5 separate regions of the Mus musculus genome follow, and all the other regions are linked to region 2. The links are chromatin contacts, called in public Hi-C and HiCAR-type maps. All regions are on one chromosome and are shown on one strand. The core of a region is the stretch at or near the end of the contact, and the rest is flanking DNA. Distances in the headings are between cores, read along the strand shown. Region 1 overlaps Kcnma1 (potassium large conductance calcium-activated channel, subfamily M, alpha member 1). Region 2 overlaps Gm10248 (predicted gene 10248). Region 3 overlaps Lrmda (leucine rich melanocyte differentiation associated). Region 4 overlaps Lrmda (leucine rich melanocyte differentiation associated). Region 5 overlaps Kcnma1 (potassium large conductance calcium-activated channel, subfamily M, alpha member 1).

What was found. A called contact is a pair of places that touch in the nucleus more often than the background predicts. HiCAR-type assays count read pairs that join an accessible place to other places.
Region 1: a HiCAR-type map of fibro-adipogenic progenitors shows a contact between it and region 2, with 2.9 times the contacts expected there. The contact joins two enhancer-like sites. A contact is called at or near these places in 1 of 115 datasets of contacts at active chromatin or transcription factors (fibro-adipogenic progenitors) and 1 of 9 other capture datasets (embryonic tail).
Region 3: a Hi-C map of uterus shows a contact between it and region 2, with 7 times the contacts expected there. The contact joins two enhancer-like sites. A contact is called at or near these places in 1 of 484 Hi-C or Micro-C datasets (uterus) and 1 of 9 other capture datasets (embryonic trunk).
Region 4: a contact with region 2 is called in a Hi-C map of uterus, with 5 times the contacts expected there. The contact joins two enhancer-like sites. A contact is called at or near these places in 1 of 484 Hi-C or Micro-C datasets (uterus) and 1 of 9 other capture datasets (embryonic trunk).
Region 5: a contact with region 2 is called in a Hi-C map of uterus, with 2.7 times the contacts expected there. The contact joins two enhancer-like sites. A contact is called at or near these places in 1 of 484 Hi-C or Micro-C datasets (uterus), 1 of 115 datasets of contacts at active chromatin or transcription factors (fibro-adipogenic progenitors) and 1 of 9 other capture datasets (embryonic tail).

What each region holds. Positions count from the first base shown.
Region 1 is chr14:23,427,819-23,430,518 of GRCm38.p6, reverse strand. All of the region lies in intron 18 of Kcnma1 (potassium large conductance calcium-activated channel, subfamily M, alpha member 1), which reads left to right. Among named protein-coding and RNA genes, the nearest start is that of 5430425E15Rik, 81 kb to the left of the region's middle. Within about 2 kb of position 1,293, at least 60 of the 459 cell types and tissues checked have an H3K27ac peak or open chromatin away from gene starts, as enhancers often do. A contact at or near this core is called in fibro-adipogenic progenitors, where this site is marked.
Region 2 is chr14:23,083,503-23,086,257 of GRCm38.p6, reverse strand. The region is part of intron 2 of Gm10248 (predicted gene 10248); the gene reads left to right. Among named protein-coding and RNA genes, the nearest start is that of Gm10248, 9.7 kb to the left of the region's middle. Within about 2 kb of position 1,352, at least 30 of the 459 cell types and tissues checked have an H3K27ac peak or open chromatin away from gene starts, as enhancers often do. A contact at or near this core is called in fibro-adipogenic progenitors and uterus, where this site is marked.
Region 3 is chr14:22,759,153-22,761,852 of GRCm38.p6, reverse strand. All of the region lies in intron 5 of Lrmda (leucine rich melanocyte differentiation associated), which reads right to left. The region is part of intron 1 of Gm30926 (a long non-coding RNA gene); the gene reads left to right. Among named protein-coding and RNA genes, the nearest start is that of Gm30926, 41 kb to the left of the region's middle. Within about 2 kb of position 1,447, at least 47 of the 459 cell types and tissues checked have an H3K27ac peak or open chromatin away from gene starts, as enhancers often do. A contact at or near this core is called in uterus, where this site is marked.
Region 4 is chr14:22,782,503-22,785,202 of GRCm38.p6, reverse strand. The region is part of intron 5 of Lrmda (leucine rich melanocyte differentiation associated); the gene reads right to left. The region is part of intron 1 of Gm30926 (a long non-coding RNA gene); the gene reads left to right. Among named protein-coding and RNA genes, the nearest start is that of Gm30926, 18 kb to the left of the region's middle. Within about 2 kb of position 1,377, at least 60 of the 459 cell types and tissues checked have an H3K27ac peak or open chromatin away from gene starts, as enhancers often do. A contact at or near this core is called in uterus, where this site is marked.
Region 5 is chr14:23,519,965-23,522,664 of GRCm38.p6, reverse strand. All of the region lies in intron 9 of Kcnma1 (potassium large conductance calcium-activated channel, subfamily M, alpha member 1), which reads left to right. It overlaps 5430425E15Rik (a long non-coding RNA gene), which reads right to left. Exons shown (of 4, transcript XR_003951125.1): 4 at 1-2,700. Among named protein-coding and RNA genes, the nearest start is that of 5430425E15Rik, 11 kb to the right of the region's middle. RefSeq lists an enhancer at 1,067-2,519. Within about 2 kb of position 1,409, at least 20 of the 459 cell types and tissues checked have an H3K27ac peak or open chromatin away from gene starts, as enhancers often do. A contact at or near this core is called in uterus, where this site is marked.

The DNA.
Region 1 (2,700 bases), core at 44-2,543, 340 kb before region 2:
TTTTCTTTTGTAGAGGATTTTGTTTATAATTTGAGCCTTTGAAGAATGGTTTCATGTTAAGAAACAATGCTTCCCTTCCCTAGACTGATTTAAAAAGTGGGCTGTGGTCTAAGAAGTGTGCCTTAATTTAACAGCATTTTTTTTTCCTTTCACACTAGTCTCCTCTTACATATACTCCCTTGGAGACCAAATTATTTTCCCTCTAGCATCTGGAAACCTCCACTTTGGCCTCTTTGGCAAGGCCACTTTTCCTCTCCCTTCCAATCCACCCCCCAAATTAAGATTCTGCAATTGCAACTTGGCTGGCCATTTGGTTGCTGATGCCGGAGGTAGATGGCACTGCAGACAGCATGGGCTGCAACCCTTCCTTCCATTCCAGACTTGGTGCAGAAGGGCCAACCAGCAGAGGACCTGAGGCCTGATACCTGATTGCATCAGTGTGCCCCAAGGAAAGAAAAGTGACCATGCTCCATCTGCAGCAGGTTTCATTTCTTAGCAACACGACCTTTGACAACAGAGGAAAAGTCGGGCAAGTGTGTCTCTGAGAAAGCCTTCCACTGTAAACATTCAACAGTAAACAGATAGCTTTGATGGTGTCCACTAGGGAAGTACTTCTGTTTTGTCTCTATAAATACTACTAGGAAGTCATAATGGAAGTATTGGATGGGCATCCATTTTATTGTGTTGAAGAGAAGCACATGAAAGCTTTCTTCTGAAGCGATGAAACTGCTCAAACAAAGTTATCTGTTTTTTAGAGGAAGGTGAGACCCAGGATCAGACTCTTGGCACTGACATGATCTCTTCACATCATTGGTACTGGTCCAAGAACAAGAACATTTTGTGGGCCAAAGAGAAAAGGAAGTCTCGGGTGGCTTATATATTTTTCTTTCCCAGAGTTAAGTTGGCCTATGGGGGCAGTTTATAGAGCATAAAGTTCCAAGAGCCCCAAGACAGAGTGACAAGTAGCCACACCATTAATAATCTGGCCCAGTCCCTCTCTCAGGAAGCTGCTGCAGAGCTGAGGCATGGGGACCCCATCCACCAATACACTTAAACCAATGTGTTTGCAAGTTGCCACTGTTGACCGCCCCAGGATGCTGTCCCAGGACCTTTCAGCCATTTGTCCTCACTACCCCTAAACATCCGCCACTGAACTGAAATAACACCACAAGATTTCAAGTCTTAGAGAGGAGACAAGGCCTAGGAGAGATGAAACAGCAAGGTCAGGGTTTGCTCTGTTAAGGAGCTGCTTGCTCTCCTACAGCAGTCCACTAGATGTCCTCATAGACCTACTCTGCTCTGCTCTCACACTACAGAAAACATTTTCATTGGTGACTGGGAAGAGCGGTGGATGGCTACTAACTAAGAAAGGAACTCAGCAAACAACAGTGGAGAGAAGATTTTCTTACTTTCTTTTTTTTTTTTTTTAATGACTAGGAATACATGAGAAACGTGTTTTAAATAGATACTGAAGTATTGCAAGTAGGTCTGTGAAACTCAACCTTAGGGGTTTAAAGTACCTCTCTGATACTGGAAACAAATCCTCTGACCCAAAATCGGATGTACAAAAAAAATAGCCACTAAGAAGGCTCTGGAAATCTGTAATTCACTGGAACCAAAGTGAAGGGTTAGGAAGCTGTAGAGTTGAGGAAGGTGACAGAGGAAGTCTGTGATGTAGTACTGATACAACTTTATTTTATAACCCAAGAATAAAATGCCCACATATTCTGGAACACCTACTACAAGGGAGGCAAATCTTCAGCTTTTCTTTGCTAATCTTCACCATGAGTAATAACGGTCCAGAGGGAATCTCTTAACTGAACATACATCCCTCAACCCTGATGGATTGCTCCATCAGATGCAAGGTCAGAATCACCCTTCTCCTCGGCTTAGGAAACAGACCTAGAAGCACATAGGTGATGACACACGTGACTGGGGTGGTGCAGAAGGGGGGCACACACTTAACTGGTTGTCTTTACTCTAGACCTTGTGGTTCATGAAGGTTTGTCAATATGTGGGGCTCAATCATTTTTAACTGTTTTTGTCTTGTCTCTGAGCCTCATGTTGATCATTCTTGCTGGTGTGTGTGTGTGTGTGTGTGTGTGTGTGTGTGTGTGTGTGTGTGTGTTGCTCTTTGTCTTTTGAGATTTCTTTTCTGCATTTGGTGGGAGTGTGAAATGACTGGGCAGGAGTGTTGACTAAGAGCATGTTTTCTGTTTTATGCATATGCTGCTCTGGAATGTGACTGCTTATAATTAACAGTTAATCTTCTTATAGCAAATGGGTTTCTGCTGCCTCAGTTACCAGTTGCAGCCTGTTACTGCATGCTAACAATATGAAATTTTACAACAGTGCATGGTCTCCGGAACAGCCAACCATGACAGTTGCAAACAGTCCCTGAAAGCCACTGGTTTGGTGTTTTGCTCCTTCCTGAACATTTTGGAAGTGGGAGGCTTCCATTGCCCATTGTGACAAGTTGACCTCTGTGGGGGGAAAAAGATTCCAAAGTTACCTATTCCCATCACCCTTCCATATGTATATATATATATATATATATATATATATATATATATATATACACACACACATGAACTTTCTTTCCCCATAAATGTGTCACATTCTATTACCATGCATGAACCCGAAATGGCAGTATGAAAATGAAAACCAGGGACTGTTGCTAATGAGAAACATAGCATTTCT
Region 2 (2,755 bases), core at 103-2,602:
CTCTTATAGTGGCCTGGGCTATCTTACTGTTGCCAGGTAACTGTGGGGAGGAGCATACCTGGCAAAAGTCAGGTAACTGTGGGGGTGGAGTCTAGCCAAAATGCCAGAAGCTTGGGACATTGTCTGTGTGACTGAGTCACAGAATTATGGACAAGCACCTGATTCTGGGAATGTGGCTCACCTTTCCATCCTTTGTAGATTTCTCTATTGGGTCACCAGAGCATACCCCATTCAACCAAAATAGGCTGCCTATCACAGTCCCACACTTGGTGATTAACTTACCATGCTGGCCTCAAAATTCAGATCCACTTCTGCCTTCTGAGTGACAGAAATAATGCCTTGTCCTACCATTCCCAGTGGTTAAAAATTTTTAAATATTATTCAATTTTAAAATTTTAATTTCAAAAATAAAAAACTTAAAATATTTGAGTTTTAATTTGCTAATAATTTGTCTAGAGTTTGCCTTTAGTGTAGCTTTTTATTTCTGTATTTGTCTGCTGGTTATACATAGCATATAAAACGAGGGGGCAAATAGCATGCACACTCATTTCTCCTGAAGAGTTAATATGAGATTGTAGTTGCTTCTAATTTGCATGTTTGAAATAATTCTCTGGGGTAGTTTTTGAGCTTTGAAGAGTTCATTTTGATATTTTAGTTTAAAAAAATGTTTATCAGATGTCAAATAATTACAATTTCTGCTTATTTAATAAAATTTGATCAGCTTAAAACACAAATAGTTTTGAAATTCTGGGTGGACTTTAGATGTAAATATGAAAGGCAAAATAAGATTGGAAGTTAAAAATCTGGTAATGTATGTGGGATAAAGTGAATATTTTAATACATTGAAAGAACATTAATCAAAAAATAAAGGTTAAGAAAACATCACATCAAATTCAGTAACTTTTGCTCATGTAAAAATACTGTGAAGAAAATGGGAGAAGATATCTGTACTGTTAAAGCAGAAGAGGCCAAAGTAAATAGTAATTAGTAGATATCTATTAAGAATGAGTTAGACTTTTGCTCGTTTGTAAGAAAAGCCAATGAAGCTAAAATAATGAAAGCTGCTAGCATCATTGCTGATGGACAGGCTTAGAATGATGCTTCATTGAAAGGGCCACCTAATTCCCAAATACAAAACCAGGAAGGAAGTAAAGTTGGGTTTTATCAAAGTGTGTTGTAACAGCAGAGAAGCTGTGATATGACAGTAAACTCATTTCAACATTCCATGGTAAATGTTACAACAAAAAATATCCCCTCCTGGCCTGCTTCCCGAAAAGTTCTAGTGTGTTTTGGGTCACTGTGACACCAGCATTCTCTTCAGCAGTGACTCATAGCATTTGGGGGTTGAGATCAACACCACAGTTGATTTATGACCATGCTCAAGGCCCCAAGAAATTTTCAGCAGAAACCAAACTTGGAGCTTATATGGGTGCCACTGCCTATTTTATCAAATTTTTGTCAAGTTTATTTATTTATTTTTTAAATAAATGAATGTACTTATCAAATCCTCATGCTATTTAGAGATACTTAACTACAAGCCAATATATTGAGTTAAGAACTATTAAAGAAATATATTGTGCTAGCAGGCTGGAGGTTTGGATTAAAGATTATCCACACATCTGCTGTTATCCATCATGCCCCTAACCTCAGTTTGGGGCTAGAGAAAATCAGAACAGCCTCTCCCACCAGGTGAACTTGGGTACCACCTGTTACTTTGGCTGAGTAGGAAGCCTGCCCATGGATTTTTAGTAAGCAAAAAAATTTGACTTTGGCAGAACATTAAAAAGAAGTAATATTTCAAAATAATGCAAGAGAGCAATATTTATGAAACTGTTTTGCACACAGTTTCTGAGAAGCCAGCTCTGGCCTACCATTATAAATCATTCTCTGACTGCGTTAGAGGGGAGAAGGTTTGCCAAATAGATCCTAGAGGATCTGTAACAGAGACTGCTGTTTTAAAATGATCAAATTATCTTAGGATCTAGACATGGGGAATGTTAGCACTCTGCTCTCCCCCCCAACTCCTCCCCCACCAAATGTGGAAAAGAGTTTCAAAATGGAAACCTATGAAAGAGAGAGTAGAATAAGAACACAGAGAGCAAATAGACACAGGAAACCAGTGGGACCAGCCCCACATCCCCCTCTAACCAGCCCCAGATGGAGGCGTCCACCATAGCAGCCACTCCTACATTGTTGTGGCTTGGTAGCATCAGTTGTTTAGCATGTCATTGCAAAGTTCTCTGAACACTTCCCTCTGGCTTTGTCCATTTGTAGACACCACTCTGGAATTGGGGTATGACAAGAATTAGAATTGACATCCACCAAACTCTGTGTGTCCTGGAGCCAGCCTCAATGGCTCTGCCACTGTCACATCAAGCTCCATCCCTCCCGGCCACTCTGTGTCTGCACCCATGACACCTGTCAGAAACTTTCAAGTGTCTGCTCATTTCTTTATCAATGTGGCCTGCACAGCCCAGGCAAAGGAGGAGTGACATTTGGGATGAGAGAGAGATGGGTAGTGCCTCCCCCGCCCTCTGTCTCCTCTAACTGTCAGCTTGAGTTTTCTCTCTACATATCAAGATTGATACCTAGTTGCCTTGTCATTTAGAAATGCATGGAGTGGTAACCAGGTTTGAAAACAGTGTGGGAGACTGGGAACTTGAGCAGTCTCCTTAGAGAATGATGCATCAAGAAGAAATTAACCAAAAGAGGCATGGAGCTGGGCTATCTCTGCCCTTTGGAAATGCACTGCTTC
Region 3 (2,700 bases), core at 198-2,697, 320 kb after region 2:
AAATAGACACACACACACACACACACACACACACACACACAAAATCTAAAACTACATAAAATAAGCATTTTAATGAAAAATATTTTCATATAATATGTTTTGATTATCTTTATCTTTCCCCTCTTCCAATGTCTCCCAGGTCCTCCCAAGATTCTCAACCACTCAGGTCTCTCTCTCTCTCTCTCTCTCTCTCTCTCTCTCTCTCTCTTTCTTCCTTCCAAAGATTTTCACTATATGCCTTTCATCATATTTATAGTCTTACTAATCTACCAAATTCTAGAGACAGAGAGGCAGAGAGACATAGGCAGAGAGACAGAGATCCACTCATCCAAATCGATTAACAGCATATTAACTGCACCAACCCTGAATTCATATCCTAAGAATGGAACATTTTCCTGCACCTTCCTACAGGGTGTCAACTGCCATCCTTGCCTCAAGACTGAGACGTAAATTCAAGAAACCCATGTTCAACTAGCAGGTGAGACTTAAAGGCGAATGTTCACTGAGGTGAAACCGCTTGTCTTTTAGACTCAGGACTGGGAAAACCATTCTGGGTATCAGCTCATGTCAAACCACATCCCAACAGGCTCCCTTGACTCTCAGCTTCATTAAGGTAACTCACAGCAAATGCTCAGAGGCTATGGATTGCCTCCAACTAGTTCCTGGTTACAGACCGTGATGGAATGAGAGACAGACACTTCTTCTAAGTAAGGTCTCATAACTCTACTCTGAACCTGCATCTGCGGCTGGCATCCCAGGTGATTATGTCAAAGTACAGAGGAGGAAGCCACAGCAAAAAAGGTGACAATTTCCATGCCACCAAGTTTTCAAAGAACCACATTCAAGAACTGTTCTGTGCTTCATGCTTTAGTTACAGGAATTTGCGAATCCTCCCAACACCCAACTATAGAAGCCCACACCCCAGCTGTCCAAACCATCAGCATCAAACAAACAGCAGGCTTGCTCATCTCCCCATCAGGACAAAAGCAAGGAGAATTGCCAAATTCGTTCACAAAACATTTAATTTATAACAGTTAAAATCTGGCCTCTGACCAAGTCCAAAAGAAGTATGTCTTATTTCACTCGCTCTTGAATATGTCTCCTTTAGAGATAAATAGCACTGAGTACTGCCAGCTCTCTCCTCAGTTTGGTGTTTTGCTTAGTTGGGCTTGTGACAAGCCAAGAGTTGATGTATCTGCTTGAATGTGTAATTTACCTCTCTGGTCAACTTAGCTTTTTTTTCCTTGACAATATTATGTCAAACAATCACATCACAACTGGCTCTGATCTCTTTGTTGTTAGCTAATAAATTAGAGAGTATTTATTATCTGCAATCCTCTTTTCCTCTTTTAATGGTGACACATTTGTGGTGAATTACAGGGCAGCTTTATAAACTAGGCTTGGGGCCAGTCACAGGCCCTGCATCCATGTGAATGTTCCTTCTCCCGGTTGGCCTCCCAGACTGGTGGTAAATCAAGGCAGCTGCCAAGACACACTCGTTACTGTGCGTCATTGGGGAGAGCAGGAAGCGTTGGGGGTATAATTCTGTCTATCAAACTAATATGTTATATCAGTAGCTTTGTAATCTTCTGCCATAACTTATGGGAAGTGACACCTAAGAATTCACTTTGAAGGCAATGTGTTTCTCAGACTTTAAGCCAAAGCAGACCTGATTCAAGCAACAGTTCTCTGTTTACACGGATGGCTTCCTAGGTCTGGAGAATCAGGTCCCTATCAATGTGGCAAGACTTTACACATCCAGCCACAGGCTCCTTTTCTTGTTTAGAGCACTCCTGGCAGGATTTATAAACCTTTCCAACAGGTTTCTTCTTGTCTTTTCTCTTTGTGACCCTAGCCTTTCACCTTCAGTAGCAAGATGGATAAATGCACTCCTTGAATGTTATCATGACCAAACAGACCTCTCTGATGGGCAGGAAGGAATGGCCACCCCACTTCCCTTCAAACTCTGCCTTGACAAATGTGGGAAACAGCTGTTTGGGACAGAAGAATTCTCCCAGTGATAAGAACAGCAGTGTCAGCTCTGTGTTCTTGTTACTAAACAACCATGTGACACTGAAATGAGGAAGAAGGAAGCCTTAGGCAGACAGCATAGTGCCACAGCCCAGATGTTGGAGCCACCATGCTCTGAACCCCAAATTTTTCCTCTCTGAACTTATCCATGGATTATCCCTGCCACCTTGCCCCCCTTTACCTGCTGGCTGTTTTTCTCAGCTGGCCAATGAGAGAAGCACTTTGGGAGAGATTAAGTAGTTCTCAGAGCTGCCATCTGATGGGAAAAAAAAAAATCTCCAAGAATGGTTCAAAGGAGTTAGACCTCCTCCAGGCACAAAACTAAATATGCACAGTAAAGAAATTTGAAAAATGCCTGTCCTTGCCATCCCGGTCCCTCTGTGATTGATGGCAGAGAGGGCTTGCTATGATCATTTTACTCTGACAGGTCCCAGGCATAAATCCCACAGAGTTGCTGCTCTCCTCTGACAGCCTTCTGAGGGCTCCAGTTAGGAACAGGAAACAGGCCTCTATTTTTTACCCTCGGTGCTCCTTCAGGTGCAAAGAAAAGACAGCATGGAAAAAAAAATTCCTTATCAGAGGGAAAACCAGATTCAAAGCACTCTTCACATTTATTCATCAGAAAGAATGGCCACCAGACAAGAATGGGGCCTCAGCCCCACTTCTTCA
Region 4 (2,700 bases), core at 128-2,627, 300 kb after region 2:
ATCTAATGGATGTGAGTACATCTTGTGTTTTGTCCTAGGCACTAGAGGTTTGTGAGCAAAATAGGCAGAAATACTACCAGCCTTGCAACTAGTACAGAATTGGGAAAATACAGAAATCAAAAACACCTCCTTCACTATCCTACTAAAATCAGTTACAGACTCAATGTGGAGCCCAGTAAAATGTGCTAGCTCTTGTATAGGTTTTCTGTACACACTGCCATGGCTTCTGTGTCTTAAAAGAGCACAGACTTACTGTTTGAATGTTAGCCATTTGTAAACAGGTCCTGGTAGGTGAAATCAAGCTGCTTCTTTTGGATGCTGTGAGGAGTAGAAATGCTTGGAGTTGCCCCTGCCCTGTCTCTCCTGCATTTCTTTCTTTCCATCATCAAAGTGCACTCCCATCTCAGCCCTCTTCATCGCATCACCTCCTGTCCCTGTGACTTTCTCTGAGTCCCTCTACCCAGTGACTGTGTTTATACCAGGCCCATGTGAACAGCCAGAGCTCTTCGAGCTTTGACTGATGGCCTAGAGGCACAATGCTTTCTTGCTCGTTTCACCATTCCATGGTGAAAGACAACAAAACATTCGAGAATCAAAGATCACAAGAATGTTCAAGGTCTGGGTTTCCAAGAGTAAGTAAGATGATGTACTGGAAATGTGTACTGCTATTATTATACCGTTGTTACAATTATCCAGTGATACAATTATCATAGTTGAGCCCACGTCTTCGACTATACAAACCATTGCAATGTCCAGAACTCTCTTCCCACTACTTAAATTACAATCTACTTTGTAAGTCCCTGCCTTGTTCATTCTCTCTGCCTCCTCAGCTAGGAGTGATGCTGTTTTCTTCCCTTCCAACCTCCAGTAATGTAAGCACCAACCATTTAAGACTATGTTATTATCATTGTCATTATTATTATTAGCCACACACACACACACCCATGTATTGTGAGGAAGGCAGAGATGTTTGTCCTATTGCTTACTTAGCACAGAGATGAGGCCACAGTAGATCATTTTTTTTAGATCACTAAGTGACTAAGTGGACTGGTTCCAGAGTTTAGTCCTCAGGGGTCTGCATGAAAAGCACAGTTCCAATGTCACATTCAAGGGGAGCCAGCTGTGAGCTTCCTCATTCCCCTACTACACTGCACTCTGACTTCCAAAATGAAAGCAATCCCCATCTTTCCCAGACATCATGTACAAGATGATGCCCTCCCAACCAGGATGAGGACGGCTTCTGGCCTCCATCTGTGTGCCAAGTAGCACAAGTGTCTGCTATACACCCTGAGGAAGGCAAACAGGACACAGAATAGAACAAAGAGCTCACACCAGTCAAAGCCAGTTTGAGCCAGTCCGCACTGCTCTGAGAACTCCACCCCCCCTCCCTCCCAGCTGGCAAGAGGACAAGAAGAAGATCACTGACTTCAATCTTTGGCCTCCTAACCACGAAAGGACTTGTGAAGGTGAACGGTTTGCAGACGAAGGGGGATATAAAAGAGACAAAACCAGGATAAAAATTAAATAAAAAGTAGCTGTCTTAAACTGTAATTGCAGTCCTCTGCTGAGCACGCTTGCAGATATATAAATGTGATTTACCATCAGCTTGCAACTACAAATCAGGTCTTGAGAAACACTTGTGCTATGAAATTGTTTAATCTCATCAAGCTCTGCTTTCACAGCAAGCCATAAATCACGGAGTCTTTGTTATCATAGACCTCCACCAGCGCCTCTCTGGCAGGCCATGGATCGTGGGTATATATAATCTTGACTGCACAAACACTGGGGTCGACGCAGGCTGAAATACTTTCATAATAGCCACTGTGCAGCTGCTGGAACACAAGCCCATGATGGATATCTCATTTCCTACAGTCGGCATCTATTTCGAGCAAATTATTACCACATAAATTTCTTGTCAACAGAAACGGCCAATTAATTAAGTTAAAAATTTACTTGTGATCACATCTACAAACCAAATAGAACGGCAAGGCAATTTTCCAGTTACTGAATATACTGCAGGTCAGTTTAATGAATAATTTTTAACTTTGTCATAAACTCAAAGACAGGCTAATATCTCCAGAAAACTGAATGGAGACCAGCTGCCGACAGATTTACACAAAATATATTTATGGGGAATTTGATTGCTGACATCTGGGGACAGAAATAAACTTTCTATAATTACAGAGACATCTTTGCCATATATATGGATTTCTTTCACCCAAAAATGCAAATATGTCCTCAGGAAGGGTATATTTATATGTTCAGGCAGGGCTACAATGGGGTTCGATGGCTTTTGGAGAAATCATTGCATTAAATTTCTTTGCTAGTGATGGGTTCAGTATCATAGGGAGAGACAAAATCATGGGCAAAGACCTGTTTATCACTGACCCACACCTGTCCCAACCCCAAATCAGCTCTCTCTCTCTCTCTCTCTCTCTCTCTCTCTCTCTCTCTCCCCCTCTCTCTCTCTCTCTCTCTCTCTCTCCTTCTCTCTCTCCCTCTCTCTCTCTCTCTCCCTCTCTTCCCCCTCTCTCCCCCCTCTCCCTCCCTCTCTCTCTGAGGTGGTACACCACTTGGCACATGTCCAGCAGTGTAAGCAGCACTCAGAGGCTTTGTCAGGTAAGGCAGACGGACATAGCTTCCCCACAGAGCTGTGATGCCCATGAACCAGATCTGCTTGGAAAATCAGGCCAGCAGAGG
Region 5 (2,700 bases), core at 160-2,659, 440 kb before region 2:
TGTGGCTTCAATGGCCCCAAACTGAGGTAGTTCTGGCCCAGGTGTTTGGGACAGAGAGAAGAGTGTGGGTGTAGAGGGCTCCACAGATTTTTGGTAGCCAGAAGCTGAGAGGACACATGGAAAGAAAGGAATTAAAAAAAAAAAAAAGACAAGGAGTGGACAAAGGAGAACAGGAAACCAGATGTAATTAGCATGGAAGGAAAATCTCCATGGTGACTTCCCAATTCTAGAGTGGGGAGCAGTTTCTACAGCCAGACCCATATCTTGCTCCAGAGCAATTGCTCTTGCTCTTGAGCTTCAGTGTTGGTCTCTTACTACAAACACCATACTGTTTTATCTAGTAGACCAGTTTCAGGATTTGTAGGTTGGTCCATTTTGAGCTCTTGATTTCCAAGAGATAGAAGTAAACTTATTTAAAGAACTCCATGTATACCTGGGACCATATTTTCTACCCTCATCTGGACCCAATGCTTCAAGAATTCAGAGAATAACTATATCTCCTTCATAATCTCCAGCTTGCCAGGGCATTCCTCTCTGCTAGCTAATCATGGGGCTCTATGCATCTCCTTCTGATTTCTTATGAGTGGGGCCTAGTTTAGCTACTTATTCAATATAGGCTGTTCTTCTCATTCATGTTCATGCTCCCTCTCCCTCTCCCTCTCCCTCTCCCTCTCCCTCTCCCTCTCCCTCTCCCTCTCCCTCTCCCTCTCCCTCTCCCTCTCCCTCTCCCTCTCCCTCTCCCTCTCCCTCTCCCTCTGCCTCTCCCTCTCCCTCTCCCTCTCCCTCTCCCTTTCCCTCTTCCTCTCCCTTTCCCTTTCCCTCTTCCTCTCCCTCTCCCTCTTCCCCCCTCCCCCTCCCTCTCCCTCTCCCCCTCCCTCCTCCTTACTCAGACCCCATGTGTTTCTTTATGCCTACTTACTACCTTGGCTCTACATGGGCTGTTCCTCTATCTTCTCCCTACTTTCAGGTTTTACCCACAGTGATTCCAGGCCATTTTTAAAGGCCATAATATGGCTATTTCCTTAAAAAGATTCTTTTTATTTGCCCCCTCTTGGGGGTCTATCCTTGCCAAAAGAGAATCACCATGTGCTGTACCTTCATGTTTATTCATTCCACATGTGTTTATTGACTGCTTGCTCTGTGCCAGGCATCAGGGACAGATACATTCCAGCACACCTATTAAACCCTCCAGCCGTACAACAGCTCTCGCTCTCTGTTGAGCTATCTGGCCACCTAAGTGGTTGGGAAGTTCAGCTCGAGAGCTTATTTAAACCTGCCTCGGATCCCAGGGAGTCTCCCTGCAATGCTGTGGTTGCTCTCAGCCTGGCCTCCAGTGTGCGAGAGTGGGATGTGGGTTAAGTCATGTGGTGCTATCTTGGCTTGATACCATGGGCCTGCTTTCCTTTCCTGTTTATGTGGATCTCGGGTGACGTTCACTCTCACTTCTCCCAGGCCTGCAAGGGCCGGACTGCTCACGGGAGGGATGTTTCCCATAAGATGTCATTTACGATTTCTCTGCCTCAGACATCACTCAGGTTGAAATGGGACTGAAGTCTTGTATTTTACACAATCTTTGATCCCTTGTCAGGAAAAGCATTGAGCACTTCTCCTCTCGTAGCCCACGTGACTCCCCTGCAATATCTCAGGATTCCTCGATTTTAAAAACCATAAATTAGCAAATCATCAACATATCACCGGGGAGGTTCATCTGGTAGCGATTGTAGTCAGAAGGAAACATGGGCCCTAATAACTGATTTTCACAAAGATACAAAGAATTGTAGACAGACAGATACAGTAAATAGGAAGACAAATAGATAATTCAAGCTGACAGGCCATCTTGAACTGATTAGGCATTCTGCTTTGATTAGCATTAAACTTTTTGTGGAAAGAGGAAAAAAAGAAAAAAAAATGTTGCCCTCATACTTTGGGAAAACGACCCCTGATGACTTCTGAAATTGGGCACTGAGAGGCAGATCACAGCGCATTTGGCATTAGATGCCCCACATGATGTAGTGTCCCAAGTAGTCCTTTCCAATGACAGGGGCCTTGGTGGGTGTGGATGCAGATACTTCCTCCTTGGCATCTGCTTTGGGTCCTTCTCAGGCACGTCTCCAGTCCTTTTCAAACTTGAACATCTGAAAAGAGACTTGGCTGCATAGTCAATCAAACTCTAGGTAATGCGGATGGGATGAAGGCCTCCCCTCTGCCCCCCTTCCCTGCTGTCTTTCTTCCCTTCCACACACTTAGCAGAATGTTCCACCTATTGTTCTCTAAACAAGAATAGAAATGTAGGTGGGAGATGAACTGGGTACCTTGCGGGGTGGGGGCGCATTCAAGCATCGACTTTTGCTTTCAAATATCCTACCTCCATTTACAAAGGAATTCTGATTGTGAATTTTCTAATTATAATCCCGAAAGATTCTTTCTGCTCAGCCTCATGTTTGATGGAGTGAGTCCTTGCTGGGTAGATTTAGAATCCCAGGAACAAATGCAAGCATCCGAGACTAAGTTGCACCCTATTTTCTGTCTTCCTGACATGCCATTCATTCTGATAGAAGTCTTTCCAGAGTTGCGACGAGCAGTTCCTTGCAGACTTGGGGTTCTTTCCACCACTGCTGTCACCATGCTCTGAAAATAAAACAGCAAACTTTCTCACTGGCCAAGTCCAGCGTCTCTTTGTATTAAAATATCATAGACATC